2 separate regions of the Sus scrofa genome follow, and region 2 is linked to region 1. Evidence: chromatin contacts called from public Hi-C data. All regions are on one chromosome and are shown on one strand. Each heading gives the region's core, a stretch centred on a gene start, on an enhancer-like site or on the middle of the called end of the contact. The rest is flanking DNA. Distances are from core to core; before and after follow the strand shown. Region 1 has its middle 920 kb from the start of ADAMTS5. Region 2 has its middle 790 kb from the start of N6AMT1.

Region 1 (5,513 bases), core at 1,725-4,224:
TTAGTTACCAGGTGAATACCTGGGAGAAAGAGAAAATTAATTCAAAAAGTAGTATAAGTAAAAGAACAAATGAAAACACAAAACTATGTAGCATATTAGGAGTCCCGTTCCATTAAAAATCCTACTTGTTCCTTTCACTATATATGAGTATTAACACTTTCCAGTAACTAGATGAGAATGTTTCTTTTATTAGTATTTCCTTTGAAATAGGACTAAAACTTTTTCTCCAAGAAATATTTGGTTCTAGAAATGTATTTTGATGTGTATTTTAATACATAACACAAGAATAAAATACTTTATTGCAAAAAGTTTCAGCCTCATTCCTTCACATACAGACACAAATATTAAAATAATAGGACTCATATTTTTCATGGTGGTTTCAGTCTTAGAGATGGTCAAAAAATTATATAAAATAGTATGAAAGATTACTGGTAGTTCCCAAAACAATCTGAAAATATGTCATCAAGCCACAATAGCACTTCTTTCTCTGCTTTTTTCTTCATTTTAAAACCTATATGAACACACTACCATGATACTCTTTGTTGGAGTCCAATTAGAGTTCTATTCCATTACATACCAGAATCCTCTCACCGTTAAGTGATCAAAAGCATTTCTCTCCTTTGTGGCAAATGTAAATTTGATTACTTAATAATAATATTTTCTGGCAAAGGAAATGGATATGCTTGTAAAAACCACAATAGAAAATACTTCTCATGACAGTGTGATTTGCATTGCCACATTTCCATTGCTTTTATTTTTCTAATGTAACCAGTATCTTTTCAGGTGCAAATGCTTGAACATGACAAGTAGTTCGCATGAGATAGCTCGGGTTATAGGTCGTATTGGCTAAAGATTTAGAATGAAAATTTTTTTTATACTCTTTCCAACAGCTTGTATATTGACTGAAATAGTTTTTACATCTTACGTTCGATAACATTAAATATGTACACAATTTTGTTTAAAAAGCATAGAAGACCAATATTAAGATTAGTAACATTATTTGTTTAAATATATCCACAAAACTTTATAAGCATGCTAATATACCAAGATAAGATTCTGATGTTCCAAAGTACAGCATACTGTGCACATATGGAAGTGGAATCAAGGAAGAGATTAGAACATGTCGAGAAAATTGCCAGTGGGTTACACTCATTGAATAATTTACCATAATTTCTTAGTTTCAGTTTAATTCTTTTAAAAACTCATTTTAAATATACCAATCTCAATTATTAACACACAAGATGTAATACCTTGTATTAGAGAAATACATGACCGTATTTATATATAGCTTAAACCATACTGCTTTCTGGCCTTGCCACTCATAAAACCAGAAGTATTATGCTCTACCCTTTACATCTCCCTATTTTTCCACATAGAAGCAGACACTTCCACATTTTCTAATTTTTTTTTTTTTTTTTGGTATTCATCTGGTATTTACCTCTTTATTTCTAAATAAGTGCATAAGAAAGAGTTAACTCAATAGGTGTGGGTTGTTCAAATCATTCACATTCCACCAAAATGCCTGTTTTCTGGACTGGCCCTTGGCCAGCTCTTGAAAACTAAGCACCGGGCACTGGGAGGAAGGGAAGTAGGGACATTCCTAAACTAATCCTTTGGTTCCTGGACTCATGTAGTCTATCTTATTGGTTAAATAACCATTGAGTCAAGAAGGTACATTCTGCCTAGCTCAAGGGACAGCACTCCTACTGCATGAATAATGTCTTCAACAACGTGCTTAGTTTCATTTTTAAAAACTATTGCACTATTGCAGTACTTTCTCAGGGCACATCTCTTTTCTTTTCTTTTTTTTTTTTTTTTTTTTTTTGCTTCACCCAGGCATGCAGAATTTCCCAGGCCAGGGATCACAGCATGCCACAGCAGTAATTAGAGAGAGCTTCACCAGTGACAATGCCGGATCCTCAACCTATTGAGCCACCAGGGAACTACAGCTCATATCTTTGGATAATGTGGTATTTAGTATGCAATGGCTTTTGTCCTTGGTTACATCTCTTTCACCACAAAATAGGTTCCCTTACCTGAGGTTACATAACAGAATCACATGTCAGTATATCTGTGAACCCTCAAGTTGTGGTACTATGTAATACTATGAGAATAAGAAAAATAAACCTTTACCTGAGTTATGCTTATGACCAATTGCTGACCTTTTAGGAAAGGATCTAAAATAACCAACTTGCAACCAAGTGGTTGGTAGGCCTCCTCAAGGGAGTGACATATTGTGGTCCCAGCATTAGTCTCTGGTGAGGCAGAATGGATTTTGCAACAGCAGCATCTCAATCAGCCTTTGTGGGAAGGAGTCACATTGTTGGGCTTGCCAACAACCTCCATGGCTACCTCCATTATGAGTCCATTGTGCATAAAAGAGATGCTGGTTGGCATTTGCTGAACCAGTCACCCTGTTCTCCCTGATGTTTAGGGTCTATATTCAGTGGATGTCCTCTGACAAGCACAGATGACACTTTCTACCCAATCCCATGTGTTCATCTACATGCTTTTTTCCCCATGTTAGGGAAATCAATTTAATGAAATCTGTGTCTGCTCCACTCTTGATTCTTAGTCAGGTGCTGTGGCTCTTTCACTGTTCTTTCAGTTCAGACTCCTGGGAGTCTTCCCTTGATCCTGCCTTTTTTGCTCTTGTTAGATTCTGCATGTCATTTTCTGTCTGTTCCTTTAATCTTCCCCACAACTATGTGAGTTGATTATTGATTTAATTTTCCTCATTTGAATATCTAAGGTAAAATCTGTTTCCTGACACACCCCTTACAAATATATGCATATTTGAACAGATAATTAGGGATAGTATTTAGAAGAATATTTTGGACAAAGACAAGAGTAAGCTCAAAGACTCTGAGATTATAGATTTCTTGATAGTTGAGCAACAGGAAGGCTAGCAAAGCCAGTTAGAGCAACCAAGGATTTGAATAGTAAAGGTAAGGCCAGAGGACAAAGGTTGTATGACAACTCATTACTCCTAGCACTCACTTCCTCTGGTTCCAGCCTAGATTTCTCCTGACCACATTAACCTAACTAGCAGAGACCAAAGTTGTTATATGACTTTGGTAGTATTTTTGTTCTAGCTTCTAAATTGGGGGTCTACAAGCTATGGCCAGCTATCAAAATCTGGCTCCCTCCTGTTTTTGTAAAGAAATTCTTATTGGAACACAGCCAAGAATGTTCATTTACCAAATATCTGCTGTGATACAATATAGCTCACAAAACCTAAAGAACTTATTATTCAGTCCTCTGCAGAAATAGTTTGCTGACATCTTGCCTACAGTATATAAAGTATACAATTATCTCCAATCAGCAAAGACATAAAAGACAGTGAATGATTTTGTAAATTTGCCCTTGACCTCAATCTCATGGCTTATGACTGAGTTCTTGTTTTTAGTAAAGCACTGAGCACCCTGGCTCCTCCTTTCTCCTCCCAAATGTCAATTGACTTTTGTGAAGAGACTCTTTTTCGTCTGTGGCCTTGTGTTCTTGGCTAATAAATTCTCCTTTCTAGAGGTCTCTACTCTGATTGTCTTCGAGTTTTCTGACTACTTATCTGGAATTCAAATTTCTGTTAAATTTTGCCACCCTATGCTTTTATTTTCAGAAGGACAGTGTTTGCCCCTTCAGTGCTTTCTGTTTACAGAGTGTAGTTTGATTTTGATCTCTGGGTCTTTCCCACTCCGTCCTCTTTGACTACAGGTAATTAGACAAGGTCCTAAGCCGACACTGAGTCTGCTCTGTTTAAAGTTATTATTCCATTCCTATAAAAAAAAAGAGAGAAAGAAAAAAACCTCATTAGACTGTAATATTGTTTTTGGTACATTCTTGTCAAGTTAATCCAATTGAGAAATATGCACGCAAATGTGCTTTCTGATTACTGTGTTGGCTACTCATGCAGGTTTTTTTTTTTTTTTTTTTTAATTTCCATTTTTACAGGCCTACCCAAGGGTACAGTCAACAGAAACCACAGCTTCTTTGTTAGAAGTAAAGGCTTTGGAAATCTTAGTGACAGTTATAATTGACTCACAAAAGCTAAGAAAAAGGAGGTTGAGCAGTCATTCTACAGCTGTAAAAGGAGCTCAGGCTCTGTTGTTTTTTAATCTATGACCTGCCTGTTCTATCAAAACCATCATCAATCATCATCCTCAAAAAAACCCATAAGTTTATTCATTTTCAGCAAATGGAAGCTGAAAGCAATTGAGTCCTTTGAACCCCTGCTTTGAGATCATATTGATCTGACTCTAAAGTCTATCTGATAATAGCATCAATTTTATATAGATATTAATAATAATCTGAAACAGGTTTCACAATTAAAGTAACTAGAGCCCAGAACTGCACTGGGAAGAAACCAAGACAATCCCAATTGATAACTTTACTTTATACAGTAATATTCACTTCCAATTCCTATAAATGCTGTCTGATTTTATTTTTTCAAGATAAAAAAAATGCTTTACAAACACACTATTCAGATTACAAGAGAATTCCTCAAGTCAAACATCTGCAATGCAATTGTATTTGAAGGGATATTTGTACAGGTATTTTCATGGAAATCACCAAATAAAAAATTATTATCATGTAAACTGTTCTTTATTAAATGGTTTAATTACAGACAAGCATCCAGGTGTCTCCATAAAACTGACATAACAATAAAGAGAGATAAATGCTACTCAGAAGTTTCTTTTTCAAAATGTCTCAGTAACTTGGCTATGATGAGCATGAAGAAACTTTAGTTGATAGTTCAAATTAAAAAAAAAATACTCTAAACATCAAACCCTTTTGTGTGGGCTGTTATATTATGTGAATACGTTAGTAGGTTGTTTTTCAGTCTGACAAAACGATCTCTGTTTTCTCTCTGAGTGGGATGTTTCAACTACAACAAAATATAAAGTTTAGGGAAACCTCTTTTCAATGCCTTTTTTGTTTGTTTTTAGAAATATTTATAGTTGCTTTGTTCTTCAGGGAGGGAGATATTTAAGTGATTAGGAGGTGGCTAACCATGGTAAATGAAAAATAATAGTATAATTAGTGTACCCTTGCTTTGTGATGTTTCTAAAGGTCTATTAAAAAAAGTGTAAGTTTAATATTTTTTCCATTTACAGATATGTAGAATTAATTATATGCAGGTACATAACACACATTTTTTTTCACTTGCCTGATATTTTATTCTTAAAAAATAAAGACAGTTTTCCCTACTTTACTAATTAGTAAATTAAGGCTGAGGAACCTAGATGAGTTGCCAAAAATCAAAAAGCAATAGAACAAGACATAAATGAGTCAGACTACAAAGCTCATGCCCCTTTTACCAGACTAGGGTATGTATTATTTTTATCTCAATTGCTTAAATGTGACCAGGAAATTTCCACATATATAATAATTTTAGTTATGTTTCCTTATATATGAAAGTCAATTAGTACATTTGCACAACTGAGAACACAAAGGTAAAAGATAAACTTGGTATTTTTCTTTCCTTTATAAATTCTGACCTGAATTTATTTTAC
Region 2 (5,513 bases), core at 1,715-4,214, 130 kb after region 1:
CGGCTCAGATGCTGCATTGCTGTGGCTGTGATATAGGCTTCAGCTGCAGCTCTGATTTGATCTCTGACCTGGAAACTTCCATATGCCATGGGTGTGGCCATAAAAAGGAGGAAAAGAAAAAGTAGGCATTAGTCTCTGTGAAATGCCTAGGGTCATTTCTCCAAATCACCCCCAGGTTTCCGTGGTGACTCACAGGGACCCCTGCTCAGTTCCCCAAAGCATCCTCTCACAAGCACCCATATCTTTTTTCCTACTTTATGTTAGGCAGATATTTATGCTTTTTTTTTTTTTTTTTTAATTCCTTATGTCCTTTCAGGGCCACATCCATGGCATATGGAGGTTCCTAGGCTAGGGGTCTAATCGGAGCTATAGCTGCCAGCCTATACCACAGCCACAGCAACGCAGATCCGAGCTACATCTGCAACCTACACCACAGCTCATGGCAAAGCCGGATCCTTAGTCCACTGATGGAGCCAGGGATGGAACCCACAACCTCATGGTTCCTAGTCGGATTTGTTTCTGCTACACCACGACAGACACTCCATATATTTATTCTTAAGAAAATTGTATTTACACACTTAACAAATCTAACATATTCTAATGCATCTGTATAGAACATATACCAACTTATCAGCAATATCAGCAATGTTTGGTTTTCCTGAGAATGGAGATAATAGATAAAGTCCATTTTAACCCCACATTAAATAGAAGGAAAGATAAATATAGCAATTCACACAAACACACTGTATGCACAGCACATACACAAACACATAGATACATACACACTCCATCTAAACACTATGTCGACTAAAGATATTTTTGTACTAATGATTTGATGAACATTGTACATTATTTATGTCACATAATTTTAATTGCAAACTTTGATTTACCTACCTGCTTTGTTCACAATAAGAAAGAATAGATGAAAATAGGCTGACACTTTAAAACTGCTTTTTTCCCTTCTGACCTAACCACCCCCAACTGTACCCATCAATAAGGGAAAGACAAAGAGAAATAAATCAATTAGGAGCAAGCATTAAGTGGAAAAGAGACAGATTCATCCTGGCCAAGTCTGAAGTCACGTTGAGTTTATTAAACAGAGGTTGTTTCTAAAGCAAAGGGGACATGTTCAGTCTTTAAATATATTAATTTTTTTTCTACATAATATTTCTGTTGCTCATTTCCTCATTAGAGGCTAAAATAGTTAGTCGTGTCAAAGTACAGAAACACTTGGAAAAAGGACCCCAGGACAATAGCTCCTAAGAAGTTGCCATTTTCCCTGGAAGTTTCCAGTTTCCTGAGCTATTCTCACTACAGCATGAAGGACATACAGACCCAGGGTATCATTTATTCTGTTTATCTTTCCATTCTCATTTTCCAGCCTGTTTCATACAGCAACTATTCAGGCATTTTTTTGGATACTTTCGTTAGCTATGGGGTCCAAAAGTTTGGCTAAAATAGTAAGCAAGCTGAGCAAGCAACATTCTGGCCTTTTTGTTTTATTGGGCACACCAGTCACTTGCGGCCCTCCCCCGCTTTATTCTCCTCTCACCAAAACAGAGTCCTCCTTCTCTGGATGGGTACCTGGCTGTCTGGCCAGCAACCATTTCATTGCAGGGCACACATCTGTGCCTTTGGAATCGGAGGCCTCTCCTTTCTGTCAGGCCATTAGGGATATTTCTGCCAAAACTTCAAGGCTTGTTTTTTTTCTTTTCTATGCTTTCTTTCTCCTCTCTCTATTTTCTTCTTTTTCTTCATTTCCGAGAACAGCATGAAGTACTCCCATATCTGACACAACTAGAAATACCTCGGCGAGGTTGATTTCAAATTGATTTGATCTCATCTCCCAGCCCCATCACTGACTGCATCTATGAGTTTGTAGAAGTTATTTAAATTCTGTCAGCTCCTGTAAACGTAACTAAACATGAGCACTATTACAGGACGGTGTGAGAAGCAAGTGAATGCTAAATATACGAGTATTACTGTTAGGTCAGATGGCCCCTGATCTATGGCTGACCAAGATGCTGGAGGCACAAGCCGAAGGGATTCAGTTAACTCTTTCAAGGCTATCTTCCAGCTGATTTGTCCTCTTCTGGAGCTCCCACTGTGGCTCAGAGAGTTAAGAATTCCCCAGAGTGTCCCTGAGGATGCAGGTTTGAACCTTGACCTTACTCAGTGAGTTAAGGATCCAGCATTACCACAAGCTGTGGCATAGATCACAGGTGAAGTTTGAATCATCGTTACTGTGGCTTTGGCCATGGCCCACAGCAGCAGCTCCTATTTGACCCCTGACCCAGGAATTTCCATGTGCCACAGATGAGGCCATTAAAAAAAAAAAAAAAAATTTTGTCTTCTTCTCTCTTTAAAGCATCAGTTAATGTCATTACAATGGGCATTTAAAGGCCGAGTAAGAACAATTGTGGCTTTGGGAGGTTCCATCCCTATTAAGACAACAACAACACAATTAGGATATCCATAACAGTGCTAGGTTAATATTTTAACCTATAAGTCAACATTTCAGAACTCTTTACCCTCTAAAGGATAGAGATTGGACATGCTTATCGACGCAGATTTAGAATTTTATAGCTTCTAATCTGTGCCCACCACCTGGAAAATATTACCACATTTAATTCCCACAAGGAAAGGTACTATTAGGACATACCAACAATAGTTTATACAGAGAAGTCAGTCCCTTTTCAAATGTCATTTCCATTAGTATCTTATATCAAAATTACAAGTGAAGTGAACACACTGTAACCTGGTATTTTAAAAGGTTGTGTTGAAGGAGCAGAGAGGCTTAAATTAATTTTCCCTGTTCTTATCCAGTAGACCTTTACCTCAATAGGATTTCCTATAATTCTATCCTAATCCATGTCTCTACGGATGAACCAAACAGACCACAACACAGAAGTGCCTGCCAAAGTGGCTTCCTGCCAGAAGTCCTTTCTGCCCTTTAAGAGAGACCTCAGCTTAATGATTGTACAGCAAGCCAAATCAATCAAGAAAGCAGAGAGCAGAGGCATATCTTATTATGCTCTGCAAAGATCTATTTGTTTAGCCATGTGCAAAGATTTCTCTAAAATGGTCAGAAGGTGAGCACATTAATCATTTACTAGACTGTTTACATTCTTAAAATTATTGTCAAGAATAAATCATTTCAAGGAATTTTTCTACATAAGCAATATTAGTGTGATATTTGGGAGGAAGAGCACCACTGATTGCGTTACTAGAGACTTGATATAGGTAGGGAGGGAGAAAATTATTTAGAAGGTCTAATGGAAGCTACAGTTCTATTTTTAAGACTATGAAGTAGCCGGAGATAGAAAAAGCATTTTCTAGCAATACCAGTTAAATGAAGTATAAAAGTTAAATGGAGGCTAAAAGCCCACAATACCACGTGGCCCTAAGCACTGCTCTAAATTATTGCAAGAGCAATATAGAAGATCCATAAGTATTTCCTAATCTACTGCTTTACTTGAATTATTCCCACCGTAATCTCTCCTTTCCCTATATTTTGGCTATTGTTGAGAGACTGGAAAAGAATGTATTATTTATTTTGAGGTCAAGATGGAATCACAGTGGGTAAAAAGGTTCACTAGCAAGACATCTATCACAGTAAATATTGTTCCTAATCCATATCATTTACAATGTATGAGTCTAACTTTCAGTTTGATGGTGGTAAGAGATAAACAGATGATATTAAACTTTTTAAGTTTATTTGAGCAAAAATTGATTTGAATCAGGCAGAATCCAAGCTAACAGATAGAAAGGAATTCCAAAGAGTGGTACAGGATGAAAGGCTTTTGTATCTAGAAGGGAGATGGAACAAGGAAGTTAGACTAGTCATAAAACTTGGGTGGGTTATGTCAAGGTCACTTTGCTTTAAGAGGATGGCAGGGATCTGTCAGGCAGATGACCTAATGGTACTGATCAGGCGATTCCTGTTGACTGCTCTGAGATTCCATCTCTGGGATTGTTAATACTGTAATTAAACCTTCATTTGGTGATGCAGAGCTTAGCATAAGTGACTCTCTTAGAGGACCATTCTTTGTTTATTTATTTATTTTTTTACAATGGAATTTAACATTACTGAATTTAGGAGTTCCGTCATGGCTCAGCAACAATGAACCCAACTAGTATCCATGAGGACGCTGTGGTGTAGGTCGCAGACATAGCTTAGATCTTGTGTTGCTGTGGCTGTGGCATAGGCTGGCAACAACAGCTCTAATTTGAAACATTACTGAATTTAGAATTTTTGCTCTTTAAAAAAAAAAAAGATGTCGCCATAAATATCATGGCTGTAAATGCCCAAACGAAACTAGACTTTTATATCAACTAGTGAATAAAAGCATTGAATTAATAAAAAGTTTTCTTTTTACTTGTTTACACAAGAATTAGGAAGTGCAAAATGTCTTATTTAAATTTGAAGGTTAGTACTCCCTCTAGCTAGGTCTCCCCATATGGCCTTTTGTCAGGGTTTGAATGGATAAAATGAAATAAAAATGTTTACTCTTTCTATCTAGAGATTATTACTGAAGCAGGAATGGGCCCTCTTATTTTTAAATAGACCCTTAAAAATCATTCATCACTGCATTCAAACATCTAAAGAAAAACATACAAATTATCTACTTTGTGTATTTTGAGATGGTGTGAAATATAACCATGTTGTTATTTATTTAAGAAAATAAAACAAATGTGGAGAAAAATATATTAATCAGCTTTGTGATATTATCTTCAGTGAAATGCCTTCTTTTCATGAACTACAAGGTCCCTATAGAGAACTCTCTCAATTTCACAAAAGCTCACCTACAAATAAAAATATTTGTAGATTCACCCTTACCTTGCTCCTATTGCCTAATATAAAAAGATAGTTCCTGAGTAATTTGCTCTGAATTTATTGTCTGAGCAAGTCCTCCGCACCTACTCTTTTACTGAAATATCATCAGGAGACACTGCATCCTAATATAATTAAAAATTTTTAATTACTCAAAGTAAATTGAATATCTCTCCTAGAGGGGCATTATATTTCTGGATTTGTTTTATTTTGTTTTAGTTTTTAGGGCTACAACCTGCACAAGGAAGTTCCCAGGCTAGGGGTTGAAGTGGAGCTATAGCTGCTGGCCTACACCACAGCCACAGAAACGCAGGATCTGAGCCACACCTGCTACTACATCACAGCCCAAGGCAATGCCAGAGTGAGGCCAGGGATCAAACTCACATCCTCATAGATACTTGTCGGGCTCATTTCCACTGCACCACAATGGGAACTTCCAAATTTCTGCATTATTATGTATAATGTTCTTTCTAGATCCATGTAGCTATCATTCTATCCATCCATTTGCCCATCCATCCATTTGTCTATTGTATTACCTAATACATGTACATCATTTTTGTTTGTGTCTATGTGTCTATATATCTATCTAACTACTTATGTATCAATCTACCTATTTCAATCAGTCAATGCTCTAGATCAATCATTTTCAATCTTTGATCTTCTATTTCTACCCCATTTT

What was found. Hi-C and Micro-C count contacts between places; a contact is called where the count stands out from the background.
Region 2: a contact with region 1 is called in a Hi-C map of liver, with 4 times the contacts expected there. The contact joins two enhancer-like sites. A contact is called at or near these places in 1 of 5 promoter capture datasets (liver) and 2 of 47 Hi-C or Micro-C datasets (both in liver).

Annotation. Positions count from the first base shown.
Region 1 is chr13:191,325,022-191,330,534 of Sscrofa11.1, forward strand. No RefSeq gene overlaps it. Among named protein-coding and RNA genes, the nearest start is that of ADAMTS5, 920 kb to the left of the region's middle. Within about 2 kb of position 2,975, at least 4 of the 83 cell types and tissues checked have an H3K27ac peak or open chromatin away from gene starts, as enhancers often do. A contact at or near this core is called in liver, where this site is marked.
Region 2 is chr13:191,452,302-191,457,814 of Sscrofa11.1, forward strand. No RefSeq gene overlaps it. Among named protein-coding and RNA genes, the nearest start is that of N6AMT1, 790 kb to the right of the region's middle. Within about 2 kb of position 2,965, at least 4 of the 83 cell types and tissues checked have an H3K27ac peak or open chromatin away from gene starts, as enhancers often do. A contact at or near this core is called in liver, where this site is marked.